2 separate regions of the Mus musculus genome follow, and region 1 is linked to region 2. Evidence: chromatin contacts called from public HiChIP or PLAC-seq data. All regions are on one chromosome and are shown on one strand. Each heading gives the region's core, a stretch centred on a gene start, on an enhancer-like site or on the middle of the called end of the contact. The rest is flanking DNA. Distances are from core to core; before and after follow the strand shown. Region 1 overlaps Atg7 (autophagy related 7). Region 2 overlaps Irak2 (interleukin-1 receptor-associated kinase 2).

The links. HiChIP or PLAC-seq counts read pairs in DNA pulled down with a chosen protein or histone mark.
Region 1: a FOXA1 HiChIP or PLAC-seq map of pancreatic cancer cells shows a contact between it and region 2. The contact joins two enhancer-like sites. A contact is called at or near these places in 1 of 115 datasets of contacts at active chromatin or transcription factors (pancreatic cancer cells) and 1 of 9 other capture datasets (adipose tissue).

What each region holds. Positions count from the first base shown.
Region 1 is chr6:114,645,359-114,652,467 of GRCm38.p6, reverse strand. The region is part of intron 1 of Atg7 (autophagy related 7); the gene reads right to left. Among named protein-coding and RNA genes, the nearest start is that of Atg7, 5.8 kb to the right of the region's middle. Within about 2 kb of position 3,602, at least 80 of the 459 cell types and tissues checked have an H3K27ac peak or open chromatin away from gene starts, as enhancers often do. A contact at or near this core is called in pancreatic cancer cells, where this site is marked.
Region 2 is chr6:113,671,726-113,679,168 of GRCm38.p6, reverse strand. Irak2 (interleukin-1 receptor-associated kinase 2) reads right to left here. Exons shown (of 13, transcript NM_172161.4): 5 at 6,230-6,430; 6 at 6,082-6,146; 7 at 3,424-3,538; 8 at 2,473-2,582; 9 at 327-522. Among named protein-coding and RNA genes, the nearest start is that of Tatdn2, 22 kb to the left of the region's middle. Within about 2 kb of position 3,753, at least 63 of the 459 cell types and tissues checked have an H3K27ac peak or open chromatin away from gene starts, as enhancers often do. A contact at or near this core is called in pancreatic cancer cells, where this site is marked.

The DNA of each region.
Region 1 (7,109 bases), core at 2,353-4,852, 970 kb before region 2:
GGGAATCCATGCTGGCAACAGCAGCGCAGCTTGGAATTGAGCCAAGCGCAGTCTGCAGAGTGTGGCAAAGGTCTGCACTGGTGTGGTGGGAGGAAGGAGGAGGCGTGTCTAAATGCATTAACTAGGCCAGACTGTTTCCCATGACCCTTCAGCCAAGCTTTTACAAACTGGAAGAGCACTCTCAACAGGGGCCTAGGGCAGGCTGAGTGGAATAACTTTTTTCTTCTGAGCCTTACACTACAAAATGTTGAACATAGCTGGTTCCCTCTCAATTAAAAGAAAAAGGGAAAGAGACATCCTGTGGTTATCATTACAAAGTAAAACAGTAAAATAAAACAGCCCACACACTTCTAAATCCCGAGAATAGGGCAGGTGGCAGGCAAATACTAGATCAGGAAGCTACACTGGGACTGAGTGAGCGCCTCAGTGGGTAACAGCACTTAATGAGCAATCATGAACATCTGAGTTTGCATCCCCACCTCCTATGTAAAAAACCAGCAACAGCAATGCATGCCTGCACCTCGGATGCTGTGGAGGGACTGGAGCTTGCTGGCTGCCATTCTAGCTCCAAGTTCAGTGAAAGGTCCTGGTACAAAGGAATAAGGAGAAGAATGGCAGGCAAGACACTGATTGTCTGCCTCTGACCTCCATGCATGCACTTGCATGTGTATACCCGTACACAAACACACAGGCACACACACACTTACACACTATGATAGAGCAAAAGGAGAAGGGTAAACTGGGGAGTGCAGCACAAACCTGCAACCCCAGCTCTGGGGACAGTGAGGCAAGAGGATCATGAGTTTGAGGCCAGCCTATACTAGAGTAAGATGCTATTTCAAAATTAAAGAAAAAAGAAAGGAAGCTGTTTTGCTTCCACACCAATTCCAGATCCTCCAGTGGCTCCTGCACAGCATGGAACATTCCTGCCCGACATTCACCCAGGTATCTCCTTTCCCCGTGCACATCTCAGCCTCGCCATTCTTTCTACAGACACTGCACCTTCCAAAAGCACTTCTGCACCTCATCTTCACCGTACAGTCAGTAATTTATGAATATTATTTTTTGAGACAGTCTCACTATATAGCTTAGGCAGGCTTCAACTTCCTCCCACCTTGGCCTTGTGAGCACTGGAATTCCAGGGGAGGGCCAGCATACTACCATGGCCATCATTTTATACATGATGAATATCTGTCTTTCCTGGAAGCAAAGTTCAAAAAGAACTGTGCTGATTTCCATGTTCCCACCACTGCTTACCGAGCATCTGCCTGAGTCCCGAACCACTCACAGTGCTGATGACAAGGTCTAGGAATGAATGGCCAGCAGGGTATGTTCAGGCGAACAGGAATGAGCCTGGCCAGGATGAAGGAGAGGCGTGAGGACAGAGCAGCTAAAACCTTTGGTCACCGGAGTAGGCAGAGCTATATGCACGCTGCAGGGCCTGATAGGAAAGGGACTTCCATTCCAGCAGGGCTCTGTACTCCAGAAAGGGAGTGTACAGTGGCAAGGCTAGACTGCTAAGGTGGGCCAAGCAGCAGGAGGCAGGGTGGGGATGCATGCGGACAAGGCAAGGAGGGAAGGCAGTGAGGAGGACAGCAGGTACAACTCGTCAAGAGTCACTCAGGAAGGAGACTCTGCAAGGGAGGGAACACCCAAGAGAGACGTGAGAATCTACGTCAAGGACTGAGGAAAAAGATGATGGCAAATTAAAGGATGCAGAAAGAACAGCAGGTTTACAGGAACAGTAACAAGCTTCCATCTTGACTCAGAGATCCAGGGTGGCATTGCAGGAGGGTCCCCAAGACACACAACAGGGGTCACAGGTCTGTTAGCATAAAGTTGTATGTGAGAAGGTCAAAGAATTGTGGGTACAGCCTTGAAGAAAACTAGTACTCAGAGTAGAAGGGAGAGAGGCCATGGATGTAATCAAGAGGAAAATGGTCAGGCTGGTAAGCACAGGATAACGCCAGCAATGAACATACACCAGCAATGCATATATACCAGGTAATGTTAAGAAGTCTGGAGATGAAGCAGGAAAACTGGGGACCTCTGGCAGAATGCTGTCAGCTGCTTGGGGATGCAGTGTGGTGGGTGCTGGGTACAGAAAGCATGGCAACCAGTGAAGGTGGGAGGAAGCAGAGCGCTCCACACTGCTCTCACCAACACCGTGGCTGGAAGGGTAGGCAATGGCTAGAGGCTGTGCTTCTTTTTCCACCAGAAGAGAGAAACCGAGGCTACTGAGGGGGGACTGGATAGTGAAAGACCAAAGAAAATGGACAGACAATGCAGTCAGGTCTCAGGGAAAGAAGACTGGATCTGTGGTGGCCTGAATAGAAATGGCCCCGATAGGTTAGGAAGTATAGCTTTGTTGGATGAAGTGAATCACTAGGGGTGGGCTTTGAGGTCTCAGAAGAGTCCTAGAGGCTCACTGTCTCTTCCTGCTGCCCGTGGATGGAGATGTAAAACTCTCAGCTTCTTCTCCAACACTCTGTCTCCCTACACGCTGCCATGCTTCCCACCATGACAACAATGGATTAAGCCTCTGGAACTGTAAGCCAGCCCCAATTAAACGTTTTCCTTTATAAGAGTTGCCTTGGTCAGCCATGGTATCTCTTCACAGCAATAAAAGCCTAAGACAGGATTTCACAGAGGAATCAGCCTCATAGTCCATGATTTCTTCCTGGCTTTCCTGAGTCCCTCTTCCTCCTGTCCATCCTCCTTTTCAAACAAATACTCGGTATGTAGCCTAGCCTGACCCCCAACTGTCATAATCCTTCTGCCTGTCTCTAGTGGTGGTCTTACAAATGAGCATTAGCCACCAAGCCCCTGCTAACATACTATCTTTCCCCAGATTAGAAATTAAGTGCAAAGTGATGGACAAGGCTTAAAAAGAGTGGGTGAGAAGCAACAGAGAAAGAAGAGTCTTGGCTGATGGGTGTAACATGGTGAAGCAAGAGGCAGGGAGGGCGGCTGAGGACTGTGGGGGAGGACTCAGGAAATGGTCAAGAGCATCCCATAGCCATGTAGGTCATCCAGACTTTGCTGGAGACACAGAGTGCGATTGTAGGAAGAACATCATGTGTCTACTAGGTCACTGGTGGGCCTTTAGGAAACGCCAAGGCATGTGCGCCCCTTCCCCACATGGCTGGATCCCCTGAAAGAGACTTCCTTTCCACATATGCCCCAACCTAATGAACACATGCCAGTTCAAAGGGCAGGGCCTAAGTAAAGAAGGTGGGAACACCTGGAATTCTGGGGTTCTGTCTCATCTCACCCAGGACTACACAGTGAGCCTTCAGACTCTGGGAGAGGGAGGGGAAATCAGGACGAGGAAGAGGAAGGCATCAGTGGGTTTCACTTCCCTGGGTAAAGATGGAAAACGAGGCCAACTGACTCTAAGTCTAACCTCAGAGAAGGCAGATATAACCAGAGCCCTTAAGCAAAAAACTTAGCCCCCAACATGAGTCTTGTCGTCTTCCTCTTCTGAGCCAGGCCAGCAAAACCTACCTCCTTTCTCAAAAATCTACTGCCTTCTCTGGTAGCCAGTGATTCTGACCAGCTGTTGTCCTCTGTCACCTGGATTACTGCCACAGAATCCTGACAAGTCCTCAGGTTGACCTGCCTTGTGCAGTGACTTAGAGATGACAGCATACACCCTCCTTGCTCAAACTTCCTCAGCTCTCCACTTCCTACTCCAGCGCTTTCAAAGTAAAAGTCCATGATTCAGCAGGTAAAAGTGCTTGCCCGCAAGCCTGACCACCTTTGCTTGATTCCCCAGGAGTTAGGAAGGACAGAAGTGACTCCAGCAGGTTTTTCCCCTGAGCACTACGCTGCACCCTACCCCACAATGACATTGTAAAGGTCTCCAAACTTCCCAGCCAGCAGTCCATACAGGCAAGGCTAAGTGGGCAATGTTTACCTCATCTTCCTCTCACCCTTTGGTCATACTAGGGACAGAGCCTGGTGATGTAGCTTTGCCTCTGGCATCCTTGGCCCTAATCTTAAAACACATCCAATAATTGGCCTTTTTATTTGCTTTATATATTTGCTTTATTTTAGTTGACTCACAACTAAAACCAAGTTAAAGCAGCCACTTAAGCAGTTGGTCAGTCTCAAACTCTATACTTCTTAGTGAACGAGGTTCACTTAAGAGTGGTTGTTCTGGCCGGGCGGTGGTGGCACACGCCTTTAATCCCAGCACTTGGAAGGCAGGCAGATAGCCTGGTCTACAAAGTGAGTTCTAGAATTGCCAGGGCTACACAGAAAAACCCTGTCTCTAAAAAAAAAAAAAAAAAGTGTGTTTTTCTGAAGCTCCAGTTTCAATTGGGGTTTTACACTGTCACTATTATACACACACACACACACAGACACACACAGACACACACAGACACACACACACACATACATGGTGCAGAAGAAAGGACTATGATAGTGCCGGGCAGTGGTGGCGCATGCCTTTAATTCCAGCAATTCCAGCACTTGGGAGGCAGAGGCAGGCGGATTTCTGAGTTCAAGGCCAGCCTGATCTACAGAGTGAGTTCCAGGACAGCCAGGGCTACACAGAGAAACCCTGCCTTGAAAAAGCAAACCAACCAAACAAGAAAAAAGAACTATGATAGAAACTAGAAAAAAAATAGCGTTCTACCTTATTTGCTTTCTGAGACAAGGTCTTCTTACAGGGACCAGGTTGGTCTGGAATGAGCAATCCTCAGGCCTCAGCCTTCTGAGGAGAGGCATACACCAAGTCCAACTGGGAAATGTCAACATTAAAAAAAACACACAATTTTTCTATACACTCTATATTTTTTATCACATTTTAATCCTGTAGGAAGAGCATGCCAGAGTATGCATGTGGGGATCAGAAGGCATGTTCTCATCTTCCATGTGGGTCCTGTGGGTCAAACTCAGGTCATTAGACTTGGCAGCAAGCACCTCTCACCACTGAGCCTTCTTGTAGACACAGTACATTCTTTTATTAATTTACCCAAATCTGCTATAAAGATGGAACTCAGGGCTTCATGTATGATGTGCACCAGACCTCTCCTCCATATTCTATAGAGGACCCTGAAGCCCAGGAAGTAACTTTTAGAAGAGTGGCATGCAGCCTCTGTGCTTAAAATGGCACTGCCTACGGGGCATGCATAATGTGGCTCCTGCTTCTCAGACACCTTTTAGCCTGCAACCCTACCATGGCTCTGCTTCCCTTCAGGCCGTGCAGTGTCACCCAGGGCCTCGTTCTTATCACCTGCAAACCCTCTTTATCCGGAGTACCCTGGGCACTGTTCCAAGTGGGTCCACACTTTTGACACCAGAACAGTGTGCGGTCACCTATAAAGTTCATGCTGTCTGTGTAATCTAATGTTTTAAATAAATCTGCAGTTTTGTGGTGGGTTGCACACACTGGACATACCTGCTAGATCCAGGATAAAGTGCCAGCGTGGCTGTGTATCCCCAGCCTGATTTGCCTGCAACCAAAGTCCTCCTCCCTCAAATCTCTGCAAGTTTCTTGCCAGATTGTCACAAGTCAGCTCCTGGAGGGAAAGGATACATACATCCCTCATCTTTGCATTCCCAGATGTTGGGGCCCTGTAAGGCACTAAGCAGATCCATGCTTATTTTCTTTAATGCGATACTGGCAGGCTGGAGAGATGGCTCAGCAGTTAAGAGCACTGACTGTTCTGAAGGTTCTGAGTTCAAATCCCAGCAACCACATGGTGGCTCACAACCATCCATAATGAGATCTGATGCCCTCTTCTGGTGCGTCTGAAGACAGTTATATCATAGTGTACTTAGATATAATGAGAGAGGGAGAGAGGGAGAGAGAGAGAGAGAGAGAGAGAGAGAGAGAGAGAGAGAGAGAGAGAGAGAGAGAGAGAGAGAGAGAGAGAGACACGCTAAGGACAGAAAAGGATTCCCCTGAATTCCCTGCCCACAAAAGCATTTCTCTGTGTAACTCAGGCTGTCCTGTAACTCTGTAGACCAAACTGGCCTTGAACTTAGAGATCTACTTGCCTCTGCCAGAATGCTGGGACTAAAGGTATGTGCCACTATATTGGCCTTCAGAAAATGAACCTTGATCCTGTGGTTTTGTAATAAAGTCCTATCCTCTACTCTTTAAAAGGTTCCAAAAATCACACAGAAGTTGGCCACATAAATCTGAAGACAGATGTTCCAGGCAGATGAGGGCAGAGCTCTATGCAAGACAACTGTAAGCAGTGTAAGAAAACTGGGGGACAAAGCTGGGGTGAAGATAGCTTTCATTGTTTGGGTTTGGCTCAAATACTATGTCCTCAGAGTTTATTCTTGTTCAACACATTCTCAAATAGTATCCTCAAATCCAAACAGAAACCAAATGGCTCCTGGTTGCTCTCCATCCTGTTACCTGGAATTTTATACAACCACCCAGGACTTGAAGCACCTCCCACTCCTTAGAAGTATTCTGTCACTAATTCATTCATTTCTGGAGACTGGGCTTCATGTAGCCCAAGCTGGCCTTGACCAAGGCATGCAGCTGAAGATGGCTTTGTTCCTTGTCCATTTTCATGTGGTTGTGTTGTCCATGTATGTATATGCGTGTTTGCATTATGGGAGGGCACATGTGCACAGGGGTGCACATATGTGCACATTCTTGTGGAGGCCCAGGTTGAAGTTGGGAGTCATCCTCCATCACATTCCACCTTGTTCCATTGAAGCAGTCTCTCAATCAGACCCAGGACTCATCAATATTCCATATCATTAGTCTAGCTAGCCAGCTTGCTCTGCACAGCCAGCCTCTACCCTCCAAGGCTGAAATTACAGACAGGTCATCAAGCCCACCTGGTACTTATGAGGATTCTGGGTCGCTGATCCTTGTGTTTGCATGGCATGGGTAAGCCACTGAAACATTGCTCCAGGCCTCAACTTTTTTATTTGTTTAGACAAAGCCCCACTGTGAAGATCAGGATGGTCTCCAGTTCCTAAGGTACTGAGATGAAACGATTGTACAATTATGCCTATCAGAAGATTGATCTCTTGGTTTTTAAAGACAAGGTCTCTCTGAATAGCACTGGCTACCCCTGTAATTTATTCTGTAGATGAGGCTGGCCTTGAACTCGGAGATCCACCAGAGT
Region 2 (7,443 bases), core at 2,504-5,003:
TTGTAATTCAAGCCCTGGGGAGACTGAGACAGGAGGATCCTTGGGGTTCACTGGTGAGTCTAGCCTAACTCGTGAGCTTCAGGTCCATGAGAGAGCCGATCCCAAAGGAGGTCGATACTACCTGAGCGTCTCACTCGAACTACACCCCCATCCCACACCCCACACATAATGCACACCCACAGACTAAGAGCAAGTGAAATAAACGGTTTTCAAAGATGCCTTTGTCTCGGATCTGGCCTGGAGGCCACAGTCCAGCAGCCTCTGCTGTAACTCCACGCAAGCCCCACGCTTACAGCCAGCCTGTGGGCAGACGAGGAAATGCTTACAATTCCACAGCTGAAGATGTCCACCTGCTTGGTCAGCTGCCCCACTCTGATGAAGTGTTCCGGCAGATATGCAGCTGAGGCCTGGAACAGGTGAGTCCTCATGACGGTATATTTGGTCTTTTTATTGTCGGGATGAGGGTGAGCCACAGGATGAGCCAGCTTGGGGTTAAGATGCTGGTCCAGCAAGACGTTGGCACTGCGGGAAAGCAAGTGAAGAGGTTGCCGTGGAGACACACTGGCCAAACAATTTAGCACTGGGCAAGCGTCAGCCCTGGGAATGGTGGAGTGGAGGCACTCACAGAAGACACTCAACATGAAATAGCCAGCCATAAATGGGTAGGACCTTGGAAACCCACTCACTCCATTAAATGGAAATGGAGCTGAAAATTGGCCTAGTTGCCCCAGGAATATGCAGGAAATGCAGACTTCTACTCCCCACAGATGCCAGCCCTGGCCGGCCCCACCGCTCATCAGGTCAAGCCCACTGCTCATTCTGGCCTAGACTCCTCTAAAGCTGTTCCCATTACAAGCTCTGGCCTCTCTGGGGCCAACCCAGACACTGGCATCCTTTATAACCCAGTTACATCCTTTGTAACTCAGTTTGCTCAGGTTGTAGGGAAGGGGAGCTTTTTTTTTTTAATTTTTAAAGGGAGAAGTGAAAATATACTTTGATCCAGTCATAATTGGAGGGAGAGAAAATTCTCAGAGAGAGAATTCCTTGGGGGAGGGGGTATGCATGCCACATCTTGCCAGGGGAGCTCAGTGGGAAGTTTTGCAGGCTCTCTCCTTCCATCATTTAGATTCAAGGGATCAAACTCAGGCCATCAGGCCTGGCAGCGAGCATTTTCACCCGCTGAGCCATCTCACTGGTCCACCGAGCAGTATTTGAAAAAGAAGACACCAGGCCAGGCACAGTGGCAGCTCACCTATAATCCCCAGCACTTGGGAAACTAAGATAGAGCTGCTGGAAGTTCGAGGCCAGTGTAGGCTACGTAGTGAGCTTCAGGTCAGCCTGGGCTACACTGGTAAGTTAGAGGCCAGTTCTGCTCGACAGCAAGACTTTGTCTCAATAAACAAACAAAAAAAAAGTTTAAAAAATCTTTTTAATAATAGCCAGCAACTCCAATATCTACTATTAGGAGTATCTAAATAAGTGTGAGCAAGCCGCTTCACCGCAAGGTTAAGAAATCACAACAAGCCGTGAAACCTTGCAACATGGGGAGGCAGAGGAGGAACTGAGAGCCGTGAAACCATCCAGTCTTAGGGGTGAGGATTTGCGTGGGAGGACGACGCAGCTGGATGGTGGAGCACGCCCAGGGTGATGGGGCCATCAAATGCAAGTCAGGAGGGGAAAGAAGAAAGGGCTTTTGAGCTGGCTTGTACCACAGGAGAGGGAACCTTGAGGAACCACAAGACCTCTATGGTCGTGCAGCTGGTTCTGCTAAATGCCTTGGACTCTTGGAATCTCTCCCGTGATGGCAGTTCTCTAGTTCTTGGAAACCTGACACTAAGATGCGGGGGATAGGAAACCTGGAAAACTCCCTGACAAGGTCTATCGCTAACCGACAAGCAAGGCAGGCACTGAGCAAAGTTCAAATGGGGAGCTCAAATCCCAAGGCTGGGCACAGCTCCCAGATGGAGTGCAAGCCGGCTCACTCCTGAGTAGATGGTCAAATGTTTAGGGTGCTGTGGCCTGCAGGGAAACTAATCCAGAAAGGCCACAGATAAAGTGACAGCTTCATACCTCAGAAATACTGGATTTTGAGGATATGAAGAGAGAGCTAAGGTCCCCAAGGGAGGGGAGATAGAGGAGAAGAAGGGGGAAGGGGAGGGGAGAGACAGACAGACAGCAAGAACAGGAGCTGTCCTGGTTCTCAAAGCCAGACCTGGGGAGCAAGCCCAGCTCATGCTGCCCTCTCACCTCTTTTTTCTTTTCTCTCTTTTTTAAAAAAAGATTTATTTATTATTTATTTATTTAATGTATCCACCATTGCTCTCTTCAGACACCCCAGAAGAGGGCATCAGACCCACCATTGCATGGTGGGTTGTGAGCCACCACGTGGTTGCTGTGAACTGAACTCAGGACCTCTGGAAGAGCAGTCAGTGCTCTTAACCACTGAGCCATCTCTCCAGCCCGCCCTCTCACCTCTTAACATTGCTGTGGATGATGTCCAGGCTATGCAGGTGCTCCACGGCTAGAAGCAGCCCTGAGCAGATGCTGGCCCGCTGTGGCCAGGGCAGCATGTCTGAGTTGCCCTAAGAGAAAGAGAAGGTATAAAAAGGGTCACTCCTGAACCATCCTAAAGTCTTTATAGTCTGTTCTCGGACTGCTTCGAACCCATCCTTGGTCACGGGGCTCAGCCAGTGTGATGTACTACCTTGAGGTGATTATTATTATTATTATTATTATTATTATTATTATTATTATTTTGTTTGTTTTGTTTTTCGAGACAGGGTTTCTCTGTTTAGCCCTGGCTGTCCTCAAACTCAGAAATCCGCCTGCCTCTGCCTCCCGAGTGCTGGGATTAAAGGCGTGCGCCACCACGCCCGGCTGAGGTGATATTATTTGTATCAAACAGAGCTACTTGAAATTCCAAGATCAGACACACTCCTGCTGTGTGACTTTGGGAAGACGCTTGAAGCCTCTGAGCTTTTGTCTCCTTGGATATGAAATGGACCGGAAGTCCTGGATTTGATCTTAGCATTATAAAGACTAGGAGAGCAGTTGGGGACAGAGTTCAGTTTAAGCTGTCTGCTCCTATCCAGGTCCTGGACTTCATTCCCCAGCGCTGCACAAACCAGGCATGGTAGCACATGCTTGTACTCCTAGCACTCAGGAAGTAAAGACAGGAGGACCAGAACTTCAAGGTCACTGTCTACCATATAGCAAGTTTGAGGCTAACCTGGCTACTGGTGATCTTGTCCTCCCCCCCCCAAAAAAAATCATAAATAAAAATAAAATGAAATAAAGGATACATTGATATCTATATTGAAGCTTTTATAAGCTTTCAAAAAAGTTTACACTCTTTGAAGTCCTTAACTTGACTCCTAGGCAAGAGCTATCTGTTCCGTCCTGTGACTACAGCCACTGGTTTACCTGAGCCCAGAGTCTGTCGTGCAGAGAGCCATTTGCCATGTAGGGGTAGATGAGGCTGTGGAACTGTCTTCCAGTGCAGAAACCCAGCAGAGGTAGGACGTTCGCGTGGCAGCATCTGAACCCAGCACAAGTGCACAGTCAGGCATGAAAGAGCAAGAGCCACAGGCAGACCCCACTTCCTGGCTCAGACCACCCGCTACCTCCCAGCCGCCACAGGCTCTGGTCCCTGGTGGCCTCACCCTATTTCCCTGCTGTGCAGTCTGGCACCATCCCCAACCCACTTCTGGGAAAAGGCTGAAAGATGAAGAACCTGCTAGAGGCCACCACACCCGCCTCAGGGTTATGAGTCACCTTTCTCCTCTTGGCTCTCCTCATGACTCTAGCCACATCTCATGCTCCACATGTGAACCATCCACGTGTCTACCTGGGAAAGGACACTTCTCTTCTGCCTCCCAGAAACCTCTTGCCTCATTAATCACCACCCACTGTTTTTGTTTTGTTTTGTTTTTTTTTAAGATCTATTTATTTGTGTCATGTATGTGAGTACACTGTTGCTGTCTTCAGACACACCAGAAGAGGGCATGGGATCCCATTACAGATGGTGATGAGCCACCATGTGGTTGCTGGGAATTGAACTCAGGACCTCTAGAAGCACAGTCAGTGCTCTTAACCACTGAGCCATCTCTCCAGCCCCATCACACAGTCGTTACACACAGTTTTCCATCTCCTTCTTGTGGCCACAGCCCAGGCTACCTCGAAGGGCAACTACAGATGGCCTTGTGCCAGGTCATGCTGCGTTCCCGTGCCCTACTTCACACCTGTCTCATTCACTAGCTTTGCACGCCTGTCCGTCCTGCATGCACTAGGAGGCAGGAGCTACTTGGTTTCAAGTGAGCTCTCCCTCTAACCTGGTATAGCCTGGGCTACTAAACTAATGAGTGGAGGAATAGCCACTGAGCCTATCTATGAGAACACAGAGTTGAAGCAAGGGCACATGTCTGATCTCCATTGAATGAGTGTCTACATGTTTACACTCATGTGTGTTATCTCCTATGAAGAAGGCATTTAGAAATGACAAACTAGCTAGGTATGGTGACAAAGCTAGGACATGTCTCAGTCCCTGACTGTCCTCGTCCCTCCCCAAGCTCCCGTCAGCTCTGGGATGGGAAGCCTTTGGTGTGCAGCCTTCCTGCCTCAGCATTTCAAGTGCTGGGGTGACAAGACCACACCTCGCAGCAGTGAACAGATTGGAGGCTTTCTTACTTTACCCCTGTAATATTGGGGGGTGGGGCAGTGGGATGGGGAGTTGCTAGGACTAGAACTCAGGGCCTTATCTGTGCTTGACTACATCTCCAGCCAGCTTGTAGAATAAAGAGTGAGTTAGAAAACATGTGTTCTCCACAAACTGTAGACTACAGCAAGTGCCCTACTGTGTGTTCAGCCCAGAAGGAGTCATAGACACTGTGAACACTGGAAAACACAGCCGTATACCAATAAAACTTTATTTTATGTCATCTTGTATCCATGGACCATGAGCTATCCTTTAGATTTGTTTCAACCATTTTAAAATATAATAAAAGCCAGGCCAACTGTAGTGGCCCACACCTTTAATCCAGCACTTAGAAGGCAGAGGCAGATGGATCTCTGTGAGTCTGAGGCCAGCCTGGTCGACAGAGAGAGTTCCAAGCCAACCAGGCTACATAGTAAAACCTAGTCTCTAAAAAATAAAATAAGCCAGGTGTAGTAGCTCACACCTTTAATCCCAGCACTTGGAAGGCAGAGGCAGGTAAATCTTGGTGAGTTTAAGGCCAGCCTGGTCTACAATGCAATTTCCAGGACAGGCAGGGATACACAGAGAAACCCTGTCTCTAAAATAAAATAAAATAAAATAAACCATTCTTCAATCTTGGCTGTATAAACACACACAGAGGCAGACTTAGTTCCGTGGGTCCCCACATGTCTAGTGTTGAGATAGGTTTGCCATTGACCACCAGTCTGTTTGCCTGTTTCAAAATGCGATAGGGAGGATCTCTTTCTTCATACATGGAAGGAGGAGCTGGAAAAAGCCAGGGTTTCTTGAGAATTCTATTTTTTGCTGCATAAGAAGAGCACAGACTCTGGAGTCTATGAAGACTCATACTCTGGCCCTGCCACTTACTAGCTGTGTGGTCTTGGGCCAAACACTGAGCCTCTCTGGGCCCCAACGTATACACCTATCAACTGTGGCCCTGGGATCTGTGTTGCAACATTCTGGTGACGCTGGAATGAGCTTGTATATGCTATGACCTGAGCATGTGCCCCAGAGTTTGTGTGCTGGAAACTGAGGCCCCAAATTTATAGTCAGAGGTATTTGGAGGCAGGGTGCTTAGGGTTAGGTGAGATCATGGGCTAGGGCTATACAAGAGTAGAGACCCTCAGTCACACTGTGTGATGACCACTGCTGTGGTACCTGCTACATGAGGCCTCAATGGATGCCCTCTGAGCTCCCAGCCTCTAAAACCACGAAATAAACAAACATGTGCTTTAGAAACCGCCCTCTCCGTGACAGCCTCAGAAAATGGCCCAGAACAATAATGACAGTGCTAACCACTTGCCTTGCACACAGGAAGCACTGCCTGCCGTCATCATTAGGCCAGGGGCTCTGCACCGGAAGCTTACCTGAGGCAGAGCTGCATCTCTGCCTGTAGGAATCTGTCCATGGACCCTGGACTGGAGCCGGCCACCTGTGGGAAAATACACAGCCCCTGAAGACCCATCCACCCTCAGCCCCCGGCCTCACTGCTCCCTGCAGACACCCTCACCTCACCTCCCTGAGCTTCTTGAAGGCGAAGGCCACACCGTTCCTTTGACCCTGGTAGATATCGGCAAAGGTGCCCTCGCTGATTCGGTGGCTTTGGTCAAAGTCCTCAGTTGCTTGGACGACATCTGCTTCACTCCAGAAAAGCCTGTCTCCGGGCAAACCCAAAAGCCTTTCTTGCTTGGGGGCAGATGTGGAAGTACTGCAATACTGGAGATTGGGAGAGAAGAGTGGATGGTGACCATGAAAGCTGGCTGAAACACAGGCACACAGAAATTGATATTTATAAGGTTACTTAAACCCTTATTAATCATTCTAGGAAATAGTTCTAGGAAACTATTCTAGGCAAAAACAGGCAATTAAAGATGAGTCTGTTCCTGCCAGTTAGATCCACTAGAATTGGCTTATAGAAAATGAGGATGGGGCCGGCAAGATGGCTCACTAGATAAAGGCTCTCGGAAAGCCTGGCCACCCGAGTTCAACCCCCAGGACATTAATAATAAACTCCTGAAAGTTGTCCTCTAACTTCACATGTGTGCCACAGCATACACATGCCCTCACATATACATACATACATACATACATACATACATACAAAATAAATAAATGTAGTATAAAATTTTAAAGATTATGTACAAAAAGAAAAGGAAAACAAAGGTTTATAGAAACTTCTTAATAAATATTTTTAAAGATGTATTTATGAGTGCTATCTGCATTTACATCTGCAGGCCAGAAGAGGGCATCAGATCCCATTACAGATGGTTGTGAGCCACCATGTGGTTGCTGGGAATTGAACTCAGGACCTCTGGAAGAGCAGCCAGTGTTCTTAACCGCTGAGCCATCTCCCAGGCTCCTGAAGGTTTTTGTTTTTGTTTTTGAGATAGTTTCCCTGTGTACCCCTGGCTGGCCTGGAGCACACATTGTAGACCAGGCTAACCTCAACCTGCCTGCCTGTCCTCCAACTGCTGGCCCTAAAGGTCCTTAATGATTCAATCATCTCTGAACATGATTAAGTTACAGGAGATATTTATTAACCAGCCCAGGAGTTGCTGCTTTCTCCCCCAGGGACAAGCCCAAACCCTCAACTTCTCAAAAACATACAAACTTTTGATATCTTTAAAACAATAAAAATAAAAAATAAACCCAAAAACCAGGGATTTACTATGTCACTCTGATTGGTCTCAAACTCACCGTACACACCATGCTAGCCTCTAACTCACACA